Regions from separate parts of the Zea mays genome. Here region 2 is linked to region 1. The links are chromatin contacts, called in public Hi-C maps. All regions are on one chromosome and are shown on one strand. Each heading gives the region's core, a stretch centred on a gene start, on an enhancer-like site or on the middle of the called end of the contact. The rest is flanking DNA. Distances are from core to core; before and after follow the strand shown.

The links. A called contact is a pair of places that touch in the nucleus more often than the background predicts.
Region 2: a contact with region 1 is called in a Hi-C map of leaf, with 2.8 times the contacts expected there. The contact joins the promoter of LOC109942872 here to the promoter of LOC103642662 in region 1. A contact is called at or near these places in 3 of 25 Hi-C or Micro-C datasets (ear, leaf and root tip).

Annotation. Positions count from the first base shown.
Region 1 is chr10:99,468,440-99,475,418 of Zm-B73-REFERENCE-NAM-5.0, reverse strand. LOC103642662 (disease resistance protein Pik-2-like) reads left to right here and starts at 3,651. Exons shown (of 4, transcript XM_035963450.1): 1 at 3,651-3,854; 2 at 4,043-5,052. The coding sequence starts at 4,076.
Region 2 is chr10:99,812,033-99,819,035 of Zm-B73-REFERENCE-NAM-5.0, reverse strand. LOC109942872 (disease resistance protein Pik-1) reads left to right here and starts at 5,390. Exons shown (of 4, transcript XM_035963451.1): 1 at 5,390-6,345.

The sequences.
Region 1 (6,979 bases), core at 2,402-4,901:
AACACATCTCTACTACTCTATATGTCTCTATCGTGGGCGTCCATAGGCTTCACCATGCCCCCGCCAGAGACCACGCCTTCGCTCGCGATGCCCTTGCCCTGCTCGCGTCTGCCGCCACGGCCGCCGCGTCATCCCCGCCTTCCCCCCGCCCATCCCCTCCGGTCATCCTGCCTCCCCCCACGCCGCACACACCCCGCCTAGGTCATACGTGCCACACTCGTCCAAGATCCGCTGCAACAGACGATGTCTCCCCCGCGATACCACGCCCCCGCCTCGGCGCACCCCCTCGCCCCCGTCTTCGGAGAGGTCGTGACCCTGCCTCCATCCTCAGCGCCGCCACCTCGCCCCCATCCTCGGAGTCGGCGTCTCCCCCCACCCCGTCCTCGGAGCAGCATACACCATCGTGTCCTCACTCGATGGCAACGAGGAGGAGGACGGATCCGCGAGCACCCCCGAGATCTGCTGCTTCCAATCCCATGCAGCTCTTGCTCACGAGATTTGTGTGCGGGTTGATGGCCTCCTCGGTGATATCTCGCCATCCGCGCTCTGCTCCGTCGGCGGCGTGCCCCCGCTTGCCATCGCATGCGCGCTCTCTCCCCTCGCGCGCATGGAACTAGGCCATGCCCCCACGGCCCCGCCAGGCCCCCCGCTCACGCGCGCATGGAACCAGGCCATGCCACCGCCTACCCCTGCTCGTGCTCCCCTCCCCCCCCCCCGTGCGCATGGAACCACCCATCCCCTGTCGTCCACGCCCACACAGCGCATCAGCAAACCTCTTGGCCACGAAGCACGGGACGTGGCCAGCGCCGCACTCGCACTCGAACTCGGCGACGAAGTCAATCGCCTCGACAGCTGACGGTGGCAGCTCTAGCATGCGGTTGGCGCTGTCAGCCTGCCCTGCGAGGTCGAGGAGGGAGAGGGAGCGGGACATCATGCCCCTGGCAACCCAGGCACCAAGGCGGAAGGTGCCGACGAGGAGGTCCTTCTCCCTCACTTTTTTATTTTTTGCATTAGATTAGACCCTTTGCTTAGGAAGTTGTATCTGCTAGAACAACTATAAATTGACATGTTGTCAAAGTCTTTGCTTCCCGTGAAAATGCATACTCTCAAGGTCTATGTCGACATCGTGACCCGTTCAGATCCTACGTACTCCAACATCAGTCATTTGGCCCTCCTGTGATTTGGAGTTCCTACGAGTACTCAAGGTAGATCTTGCATACTATTTATCAACGCGCTCATGAAGATGTACAATATGCAGGTCTACAATTTTACTAAATTCAGTCAGTTCTTTAGCACTTAATGAGTTAATGAATCAACTATGTTGACCATGAAATATGATTAGAGCTTACCAGCTATTGCAAGCTGAAGCTTTGGTCCGACAAATTTTGGATCTTCATAAAAAGTACAACCTGACATTCAAAATTATTAGTGTATTGACACAACATGAACGTTTCAAATAAGAACCGAATTCACTCTCCAAGGCCTACCTTTTTCATCATAGGTTAATGGATTTAACATTCCAAGGGTACTGAAGACTACAAATCCTCAAACTCTTTCAGTAGAAGTTTAGACTCGTGTAACAAACACCTAATGCTCACATGTATAGATTCGGTCGTTTCCTTAACCATAAGATGGGAAACGGGAACCTGATCCCATAGCACCTAAATTCCCATTTCAAAATCCCCACATTCAGATACTAAAAGTAACCCACCAGACAAAGTAGTTTTACAATCTTCCTGCCACCCCCTTCAACTGATGGTGTTTCTTTAGAGCTTCAGTCATGTGGAGATCGCCCTCTGGCATATGGGACACACATTCAGATCCTTGGCACAGTTAGAACAAGTATACATGCATTTTTTTATAAAAGCACCATTGTGTATTACCAATTCATACATAACCGATGAAGTGACACCATCACATAAACAAAAGAAAGAATAATTCAGTCCGCCACTGTTTTGAGGCATACAAATGAGGACCTCACAAAGCAAGTGGAAGGCTTACAGATGAACAGGTTCAGTGAAGTAGAGGAGTTGGTACACCTGCGTTGGGCAATGCCTGTCTGAGATTCGAGATCTGCAACTATCAGACTCCATAAGGGAAGGTCTCTGCACGTGATATTAATAGGACACTGAGCTCCAAATCACAGGAGGGCCAAATGACTGATGTTGGAGTACGTAGAATCTGAACGGGTCACGGTGTCGACACAGACCTTGAGAGTATGCATTTTCACGGGAAGCAAAGACTTTGACAACATGTCAATTTATAGTTGTTCTAGCAGATACAACTTCCTAAGAAAAGGGTCTAATCTAATGCAAAAAATAAAAAAGTGAGGGAGAAGGACCTCCTCGCCGGCACCTTCCGCCTTGGTGCCTGGGTTGCCAGGGGCATGATGTCCCGCTCCCTCTCCCTCCTCGACCTCGCAGGGCAGGCTGACAGCGCCAACCGCATGCTAGAGCTGCCACCGTCAGCTGCCGAGGCGACTGACTTTGTCGCCGAGTTCGAGCGCGAGTGCGGCGCTGGCCACGTCCCATGCTTCGTGGCGAAGAGGTTTGCTGATGCGCTGTGTGGGCGTCGACGACAGGGGATGGGTGGTTCCATGCGCGCGAGCAGGGGTAGGCGGTGGCATGGCCTGGTTCCATGCGCGCGCGAGCGGGGGGCCTGGCGGGGCCGTGGGGGCATGGCCTAGTTCCATGCGCATGAGGGGAGAGAGCGCGCACGCGAGGGCAAGCGGGGGCACGCCGCCGACGGAGCAGAGCGCGGATGGCGAGATATCACCGAGGAGGCCATCAACCCGCACACAAATCTCGCGAGCAAGAGCTGCGTGGGAGTGGAAGCAGCAGATCTCGGGGGTGCTCGCGGATCCGTCCTCCTCCTCGTTGCCATCGAGCGAGGACACGAGATGGTGTATGCTGCTCCGAGGACGGGGTGGGGGGAGACGCCGACTCCGAGGATGGGGGCGAGGTGGCGGCGCTGAGGATGGAGGCAGGGTCACGACCTCTCCGAAGACGGGGGCGAGGGGGTGCGCCGAGGCGGGGGCGTGGTATCGCGGGGGAGACATCGTCTGTTGCAGCGGATCTTGGACGAGTGTGGCGCGTATGACCTAGGCGGGGTGTGTGCGGCGTGGGGGAGGCGGGATGACCGGAGGGGATGGGCGGGGGGAAGGCGGGGATGACGCGGCGGCCGTGGCGGCGGACGCGAGCAGGGCAAGGGCATCGCGAGCGAAGGCGTGGTCTCTGGCGGTGGCATGGTGAAGCCTGTGGACGCCCACGATAGAGACATATAGAGTAGTAGAGATATATATCCGACCCGGATTCAAGTAAAAATAACTAGGATAATAACCTATTATCTATCTGTATTTTCGCCCTTCTTCTCCACGACGTGCACAGCAGAAAAAAAAGACTGCCCGGCCTGTCTATATAAATAATGACTGGAGCTAATGAGTTGGTCATGAGGTGAGTATTTCGGCATCTTTTGGGTCTGTAAGTGTTGCTTGTGACTGTGTCAAACAGTCAAAGCTATATATATTTATTTATTTTTTGCAAACCTAGTAGCAACTTTAGCACGAAAATAATAGAACATTGTCACCATGTGAGACAGATAAGAGAAATCTTGCCGTACCGCAGTGCTTGTGTCGCCGCCCGCATACCAAGCTGATATAGAAAACTAAGTCCCACTGCACCTCCTGCCTGCTCTCGCTCCGCCCAAGGGCACTACACTATCTTCGCCCCCTCCCTTTTGTGCTTTTCTTCAAACCTCAGGTGCATATTTGGATTGGTGGCCAAGGCAGTTCATGCATCTTGGGGAGCAAATTAAATCGTCTATGCGCTTGCCGGCCCGTGAAAAGTGACTCCAAGGTACAAACTTAAAAACCTGATCGAGCATCGTCATTCGTCGGTTTGATAGTTTTATTTATTTATTTATTTTGTACTGATGTTCACAAGAAGTATCAAGTTGTGCACACTCTCTGTTGTCTTTAGGAAATGAAAATCATTCATGTTAGTATATATTTAATTTGTGGATTTATTTCTCTTATTGGCTGTAGGTCGATCTGCTGCTGGTAGCTAGCTATAGCTAGATGGAGCTGGTGGTAGGTGCTTCGGAATCCACCATGAACACTCTCCTGGGCAAGCTGGGCAACCTTCTCGCCCAGGAGTATGCTATGCTCAGGGGCGTCCGCGGTGACATCCAGTACATCAACGACGAGCTCGCCAGCATGAAGGCTTTCCTTCTCGACCTTGCTCGGGACAACCAAGACAACCGGAGGAAGGACTGGATGAAGCAGATCCGTGAGATGGCCTACGACTGCGAGGACTGCATAGATGACTTCGCCCACCGCCTCCCCAAGGATTCATCCAACTTGCTGAACACCAAATGCTGGCCCAGGTGGATGGCTACACTGATCTATGACCTCACGACGTGCTGGCCTCGCCGTGAGATCGCTTGCAACATTGCTGAGCTCAAGGTCCGGGCGCAACTGATTGCCGAACGACGCGTAAGATATGGAGTGAAGGAACCGGACAGCAGCGGAAGCATGCCTGCTGACGCCCCCCCGGAGAACATTGCTGAGGACCAGCTCGCAAGGCGAGATCTCACCATTAAGGAACCCGTAGGGATGGGGCACGTCATGGCGGATCTTGAGAGGTGGGTGAAGCACGACGAGCAGGGCGCAGGCGGCCAGCGAGCTGTCGCGTCCATTGTAGGATTTGGGGGCGTGGGGAAGACCACCGTTGCCATGGCACTGTACAAGAAAGTCATGAAGGATTTTGACTGCCGGGCGTGGGTCACTGTGTCCCAGAACTACGACATAGAAGCCGTCCTCCGTGAGATCCTCAAGCAAATCAACCCAGATTACATGCATCAAGACGGCGGCACTGCTGCAACCATCTCTGAGAAGACCAAGACCAACAGGACAGCATCAGCATCCATTGCTTGCAAATTATTGAACCGAGCTTTGAACCACCGCACAGGCCACACGCATGGAGGAGGCACTGCTGGAAGCTCTAAGAAAAATGACACCAGCAAAGCTGTAATGGAGCACCTCAAAGGGAAGAGGTACTACATACTACTTTGTTTTCCTTCTATTCATTGGTTTATTCCATGCATTTCTTTATTACTAGCTAATACTAGTATCATACTACGCGTGCCGTGTGCCGACGACCACCACGTTATTTGTGCTGCCCATGGACAAGGACAACACACGCAAGCTTTAACAGAGTCGGCTAGCTACTTTTTCATCCTATAGGAATTAAGGATCATGTCATCAACGAACATGCCCATGCACCACATGATCGTCGAGGGATTTCATTGAAGATCCACCCATTTCGGCACTTCCAAATGCACCACATCATGGTTATAACAATCTCCGTAGACCACGGCATTCGTAGCTCTACAGTAATTTTGGTTACTACCAGATGTGGGTTATTCAAACTTGGGGAGTAATTCCATCGATCTGCCAACATCTCCGTGCAAAGTTGCATCATATCTCAGGAACAAGTGAGACCAAGTTTCAAGCCTTTGTAGAATGCAATTTTCGCATGTGTACGATTCCAACTCCATGTTCCGTCTTTTGAGCACATCCATCGTGTTGAGCCTGTCATGAAGGAATAACTAGAAAAACAGTTTTTGCTTCGATTGAAATTGTGATATCCTAGCCCCGGTGGATGGTGATATCCTGGCCCAAGGCTTAATATAATTAATAGTGTACTCATAGCAACAAGGTGCATTGTCACACCCGGATTTAAGGGCAAATCCAGGTACGTCTCAAATGTGTGCTAGGATCAAGTCTCACACATATGATGACTCATGATATAGAAACAAATGTCACATCTTTACTATATAATTAGAGTTCTGTACAAAATTGCTAAATAATTACATCATACAAAGACAACGATCCTCCGCAACCATAGTTGACTCGTAGACGACAACCTAGACCTCTCACGAACTCATCGCGACCTCCTTCATGCTCCTCATCTTGCGGTACTTATCCTTGACCTGGGGGATGTGAGTACAACAAGGGTGAGCTCACATACGTTCATCGCTCAATAAGTTGTGGAGAATAATGTCCATGAGCTCACTTACGGTGGGGGCTCATGTGAAGTGTAAGGCTTACCAAAGAAGATGGTTAAAGCTGAGCATTGTTTTTAAAGTTGGTCAAAGTTTTATTAGCAGTTACTAAGTATAAATAGATACCAACCCTATTAAATAAGATATCACAATTAATAATAATCCCATAATGCAATGCAAATGATAGATTAAGTTTAATTCCATAAGTTAATCATGTGAAGGTCTGAGCCGCTCATGACCGTGAGCAGGCTGATATACTAGTTTTACACTCTGAAGAGGTTGCACATCTTTACCTACAAGACGTGTTTCTCATTTAGCTAGGGTTAGGTAGACCCTAAGACACTTCCAAGGTGAATGGCTAGGGATCCACTGCGAGGCCTTTATAAAGTTTCACTAGAGGAGAGAACCCGCTACGAATTTCAGGCTAAAGGCGAAGTAGGAATCCCTCGTTTGGAAAGCTAAAAAGATAGTCCGACCCGAGGACCTCCCTACACCTGCACAAGTCCACCCCGCTTGCCCCTTTCCGGAACGGATTAACTCACACTAGCTTTCCTAATTATTCAGCCAAGGGCGTCCCATTCCACCCTTGTGGTAGCACTGTTTTCCCGGATGGTCGCTCCATGTTCCATTTAATATAATAATCTTAACGTGAACAATAATTAAACCAGCAATATTAATGGAACATGATCATAATTCGATATAACATTAATTCCAAAACCAGGTAGAGCAATAGTGAGTCTACCCAATAGTTTATTTGTTTGCAAGGTGTGGGTAAACAAAACTAGGGAAATCTATTATGTCCCATCAAATTAACCTAAGAATGTCACAGTGATTAACAGAGAACATTATTAGGTAAAGAAGAGTGATCAAGGGCACAACATATCTTTTTGGCGCAACTCTAGGTAATTCCCCAAGT
Region 2 (7,003 bases), core at 4,141-6,640, 340 kb before region 1:
TAGCCAACGACTTTGCTTATAGGGTCAAGAAATATTCTGGGTATGACGTCAATGGATACCGTTTTCGCACAACACACTACGACCAAAGTCGGCCCAATCGGAAAACAACGTGTTCTGGAGTCTTTACGCCGGGCCTTGACAATGTCGATTATTTTGGACGAATTGAAGAAATATATGAGCTCAATTTTTATGGTTCCAAACCTCTTACTCCAGTGATATTCAAATGTCATTGGTTTGACCCTCAAGTGACGAGACGGACACATTCTAATCTTGGGATAGTCGAAATTCGACAAGATTCCACCTTAGCAGGAGACGATGTCTATATCGTGGCCCAACAGGCCACACAAGTGTATTATCTCCCATATGCGTGTCAAACGAAAGAACATCTTAAGGGTTGGGATGTTGTGTATAAGGTATCGCCGCATGGGAGGTTACCTGTTCCTAACGATGAAGATTACAACTTAGACCCGGACACATATGATGGAGAGTTCTTCCAAGAAGATGGGCTAGAAGGGCGATTTGAGATAGACTTAAGTGAAGCTATCGGAATGGACGTAGATATTGAAATGGTTGTTGATGAGGAGGATGATGAGGTGCAAAATGATAATGACTTAGTAATCCTTGAAGGCAATGATGAGGTTGCGTCTTCCGATGGTGTTGAGATTGAAATGCTTGATAGTGATGATGAGAGTTATGATCCGGCTAACCCCGACACATATGAAGATTATTTTTAATCGATGTAATGCTATATGACTTTTTATTTCGCACCTGTTTTTAAATACATCTTTTTATATGTGCTTATTTGTTTACTCTTAATTGCAAGTTGTTGGACAAATATGGTGGGCGGTTTCCTGAGGAGGAGGAGGGGAGGAGGAGTAGGACGGCGGACGATGCAGAGCAGGCAGCGCAGCAGCACGAGGCAGAGCAGGCAGCACAGCAGCAGGCGGCGCCTCAGGACGACGACGACCAGCAGCAGGACGACGACGACCAGCAGCAGGACGCCTCAGGTTCAGGCGGCTCTAGTTCGAGGAGCATCTACCTGCGAGGCCCCGCGAGTCTCCCGCCGCGTCCCATACTTCGGGACAGACGGTCGTTGATTCGGCCGGAAGGGGAGAGGTATGTAACTTTATGTTCTTCATTCTTGTTCATATTATGTGTTCAAAATCATAATATAAACTAATACTTTTTATTTATCACTTGGACAGGTCTTGGACGGTTTTGGATTATGCTGGGGGTCATCGTCGCCCCCAACAACATCCTCGGCCTGCTGTGCGGGGAACACTTCCCTGGACTTGTGGAGTACGCCGGAGTGACGGGCCCAGCCTTCACCTTCGACCACTACGCCGTCGCCCCCGATGCAGTAGACCGGGACGGCAGGGAATTCAATAACAAGGCGGAGCGGGTGAAGCAAGAGCTGTGGGTAAGTCTTAGTATAATATAAAATATGTCGCATTCGTTGCAAATTCTTGAAATAATGTATGGATACATCGTTTTTGTATGCAGGATTTCTTCAGATGCGATGCTGGATACGAGGCTAGGGCGGATGTGGTGGCCACCACGTGCTGTAAGAAGCTCGTCGTGGACATGCACTATGAGGCCCGCATCTAGGCCATCATCACCTACCACGGCTCCGTCCTTGGGGAGAAGGTGACCAAACCTCAAGCCCGAACCATGTCGTTGACCAGGGAGCAGTACCTGCAGGTAAAGTCATGCATGTTTGGTACCAGTACTCCATGCATGAATTTTATTTTATCTTCTGATATGCACTTTATGTGTTTACTTTGCAGGTGATTCCACATTGGTGCGTCGCACATCCTTTGTGCTGGGAGCAGATGGTGGACAGGTGGTGTTCGGCTGAGTGGGACGAGGCGCACACAGCTAGCCGGGAACGGCGTTTGCAGATGCAAGGCCCCTCGCACCACCAAGGCAGCCGGAGCCTGGGCCAATATGCCGAAGCATGGGTACGCCACCTTTTTTATTTAGATATATAGCACTAAGTTAGATATTATTTCTAACTATCTCGTTGGTTTTCGTTGCAGTCGGCGTCACATGGTGGCAGGCCTTGTTCCACCTTCTCGGCCTATGCTATGGCCCATAAGGGTAAGGCGACGTCCGACGTCACCTACAACCCGGATGACGGGCCCGAGGCCTACACCAACCCCGTCGTCTACAGCCGCCTCCATGACTACACCACCATGGCGCAGGAGGTCCATGACCCAGACTATGATCCGAGCACCGAGCCTATCGACCCCGATGTGCTGATGAGGGTCGGAGGAGGCAAGAGACATGGGCGGTACTGGATTGCCGACGGGGCAATCGACTCGTCCTCCACTCCCACTCTGTCTCAGGTGAGAGCAAGGAGCACGGGCTCGAGCCCAGCCATTCGACCTCGGCACGACAGCTCACAACATCGCATACAGCAACTCGAGGTTAGTGCTTCTGTAACTCGTCCTTCCTTTAGTTATATACCTAGTCTTTGAGTTACTATAACGTTGGCTTGTAATATTACAGACCCAACTAGAAGAAGAGAGGAGGGAACGTCAAGAGATGGAGGCGAGGATAATGGCGGAGCGGGCGGCGGCTGATCAGAGGATGGCGGAGATGTTCCAGTACATGCAGAGCCTTGGCGCCGCACAGGGCATCGCTCCGCCACCTCCATTGTTCCCCCCAGTTGACCCTACTCTCTTCCACACTCCTGTGAGTATCAAAATTGTAGTTAGATGTTTGTAATGCATCTGGTATAACACATGCTATCTCTTCTCTGTGCAGGGCCAATCTGGGGCGGCATCCAACAACCCTCCGGAAGGGTTCAGCCCAACGCAGCCCCGGCCAAACCGCCCACCTCCATGAGTGTTGTGTTTTCATTGTTTTAGACTTCAGAACTTATGTATAATACTTATGTTTCTGTTTGATACTTATGTGAGAGCTTGCGACGTTTGAGACTTATGTTTGTGTTTAATACTTGTGTTGAACACTTATGTTTGTGATGGATATTTATGTTTGTGGTGACGGTTTTATGTTTGTGTTGGCTATTTATGTCTGTGATGATATCTGTGATGTATATATGTGATATATATGTGATATCTTCTGTTTGTGTGGATGGAAAACAAAAAACAAATAAAAAAGGTATATACTGGTCACTTTGCCGAGTGTAACACTCGGCAAAGAGCACAGACCTAGGCACCGGCTTAGGGTCTTTGCCGAGTGTTATGTCTCTGGCACTCGGCAAAGAGGTCGGCTTTGCCGAGTGCCACTTGGGACACTCGGCAAAGAGCCTGACATGGGGACCCTCCCTGGCGGTCTCTTTGCCGAGTGTCCCAACTGGCACTCGGCAAAGAAGGCGGCTTTGCCGAGTGCTGCCAGGAAGGCACTCGGCACAGATATCTTCGTTGCCGAGTGTCACGTTGACACTCGGCAAAGCCGCCGTCTCCGTCACCCGGCGCCGTAACGGTCGCTTTTCATTGCCGAGTGCTCCCTGGCACTCGGCAAAGAAATTTGCCGAGTGCCCGAGAAAAAGTACTCGGCAAAGAAGTCTTTGCCGATGCACTGTTTGCCGAGCCTTCTTTGCCGAGTGTTACACTCGGCAAAGCCTTTGCCGAGTGTTTTTAAGGCTTCGCCGAGTGCTTCAGGCACTCGGCGAAGCGATTGATTCCGGTAGTGAATCATAGGACCCTCGTGCTTAGCGTTGCTAGTATTCGAGGAATTACGTTGCTCTAGGTTCTGGCCATCACCATCAGCACTTGCTGGTTGGTTTGTCACCTCTCATCGTCCACCAGAAATGCCACGACTTCCTGTGAGGACTGGCGGCAGCATATCATTTCCAGGAACACGCCCTTCAGCAGTCTGGCCACAGAACGGATTGAGCGCTTAATTCATCTCAATTGAAATGCTCATTTTCAGTATTTAGTAGCAAAATTGGATTGACTCCCGTTCACTCTCACTCTGATCGCCTTACCGGTCCTTCGATATAATCATTGTGCACTAAAATTTTATCGAATATTTTATATACCGTTGTAATTTACGGGTAGTAAATCCTATGTAGGTAGGCTTAGCAACCAATCCCGCCTCTATGAGTACTAGGCTCTAGATATTTTTTTGAAGGAGGTTTTACTCAGCTTTTAAGAAAGCAATAACAGAGGTAGCTACATAGAGCACACCCCACAACGTTGAACTGGGAATACCAGTTAACCAGGGAAGCTCCACACTGACGCCCCATGACCACAAAAAAAAACGGTCCCTCCACTAAACTAAAGACTAACTCACCAAAGCTCCACGTTGATAGCATCAACCTGACAAAGTTCAAATATCATCAACCAGAAAGCTTCACTCGATTAAACAACCTAACAGAGCTAGAAACAAGCTAAGCACAACAAAAAAGAACCCTCATATGACATCCATATCAGCAGCACCAACTCCACGCCTGGGATAAAAAGAAGGGACATCTTCCACTTCAGATCACTCCAATGTCACTGCAATTTTCCTCAACCGAATGATGTTCCCCAGTATATCTTCCAACATCGCCTGTTCCCTTGTCTTGAGTAGCACGCTCCAGCTCTGCAAGAAAGACATGGTCTCATATATGATCGCTGTCGTATTGTTAGGGAATTCTTTCATAATCGCCATCTTATTTCTGTTACACCAAAGGGACCAAACCAGCCCGGCAACAATAAAGAGATGGAAAGAACAAGCAGCATGGCAGGATCCCACTCCCCAATTGCTAAACAGACTAGCTATAGACCTGGGGACACGGTCCCAACCATCAATATTTTTCATTCTTCCCCAAACATATTTCGGAAGGACACAGTGAATAAAGATGTGATCAACTGTCTCTTTGTCCCCATACAGAGAACACAACGTTCTATCCTTCTACCTTTTTTTTCTAGCACTACGGCCGCTTGGATTTTCTCATTGTAAATTTGCCAAAGAAAAACCTTGATCTTCAAAAGCACCTTGCAATTCCAAATTTTTATACATGGGGGTTTTGACACCACCATCGGTCCTAAATCTGTAAAGGGATTTCGCAGTGAATCTGCGAGAGTTGTCCAGAGCCCAAAACACTAGGCTCTAGATATTAGTGGAATCAAAGATATTGAGAGTGATTTATTATTAACCATACGTTATATTTATATATGGCATCGGTCAGTTTGAAGCGCAGTTGAAGCCGTTAAATCATTTGCAAGTTAAAATCCTTTTCAATTTCTTCTTCCAATACTCAATAGGCAGGGGACGGGATTATTAACCAAACAAGACGCTGCTACTATTACCACCACCACAATACCTAGTACCTGTGGGTCCAGCCAGTAGGCAATATATAGAAAAGACCTACTACTACTGCTACTATCACCAACACCACAACACCCACCCAGCTACATCAGAGCTAGCTAGTGAGAATGAACGGTATGAAGGCCGCCGCCGGAGCTGTGGTGACCGAAGCCACGGGTGCCTTTGGGCCCGTCCTGGCGAAGCTCACGGCCTTGCTGACCCCTGATCAGGATGGGGACGACGTGGAGGATTCCATCATGTCCCAGCTGGAGCGCGTGCAGTCGCTCCTCCTCAGGATATGGGAGAGGCAGGATCTTGAGGCAGCATGCGAAGATTGGATGGCGGAGGCACGGAAGGTGTCCTACGACATCCAGGACGACATCGACGGCTTCGAGCTCGGCTTGGAGCATCATGGTGGTGGTTCATCATCAGCTACCAAGAGCCTCCTCGAGAGGATCAAGGCAAAGGTCAAGGGCCTGATGCTGGATAGCCAGAGCGGCTATAAGGAGTGCTGCAGGGCCATTGGCGAGCTGTCTTCGGCGACAGCCCTGCTAGTTGACCATCGATCTCGCTTCTTTCACAAGGATGCGTCCGAGCTTGTGGGGACGATGGAGGAGAAGAAGGCTGAGGTTACCAAGTTGCTCCAAGAGCACGAGGTGGTGTGCATCCATGGTTCTGCAGGGATGGGCAAGACAACTCTTGCTGACTTGGCGTACCAGGCGATGTCGATAGGAGACGACGGACTCAAATGCCGTGCGTTCGTGTCGGTCTCCCCTAGCGCAACCATGGTGCAGATGCTGAAAACCATTCTAAGTCAACTAAGCCGCCGCCACCATTTGCTGTATGGTGGTAGCAATGAAACGTCGTCAGACGAAACGGCTGACGACAAAAGGTAATACTCTATGCCGCCTGAACATCCATCCATATAGCCAAGGAACAGTAATGGATCTTTGTTTCTTTCTTTCTATATATTCCACCTAACACTCTCAGAATTGTATCTGAGGTCGCACGACATGCGGACACGGATATAGCCAAGGAACAGTATCTCATCGAGAGCATATCAAACTTACTCGTGAACAAAAGGTACGCGCCAACATATGTTCTTGCTTCGCAATCAATTATTCATGCATGGTACACTTGTGAGTTACGTGTCTGTTCTTTTTATTTGTTGTTTTTTTAGTTTAAAAATAAACTAGCAGACCACAAATATTCGTGGGAACTTCTCACTCTTCTTTAGTGGAACTAATTTGTTGTAATACCAAAGGTGCAAAAGTTTTGAACTTGAATTAAGCTTGGATCACCTCTAGTCCTATAGCCAATCCCTGATCCCAGCATAAACAAGGGAGTATCAATCTTCGAGGCATACAATATTTGTATGGGGAGGAGAGAAATGAGAGAGAAAGAGAGAGAGAGAGAGTACTGTTAAGATATTATGCAAACAAATTTGGCACATGGGGCCCTGAGCTGTTTTGGCACGGTAACCCGAGATTTGATTCCTCTGAATTGCATTGACCACCTGTGGATATAGTGTTCGATCGTAAGCCAGTTTTCAAAATACCGTGACATTGCACGCCTCCTCACAGGACCTAACTGCATGTATATACACCGTTGTACGTTTTTTTTCAATGAAATTAAACTAGAGAAATTTTGTATTAAAATGTGACCTAGTAGTACCGTATATGCATAATACCTACAACTAATTTTGGTTCATATCTCAAAGTTTTTGAAATTAAACACTTGT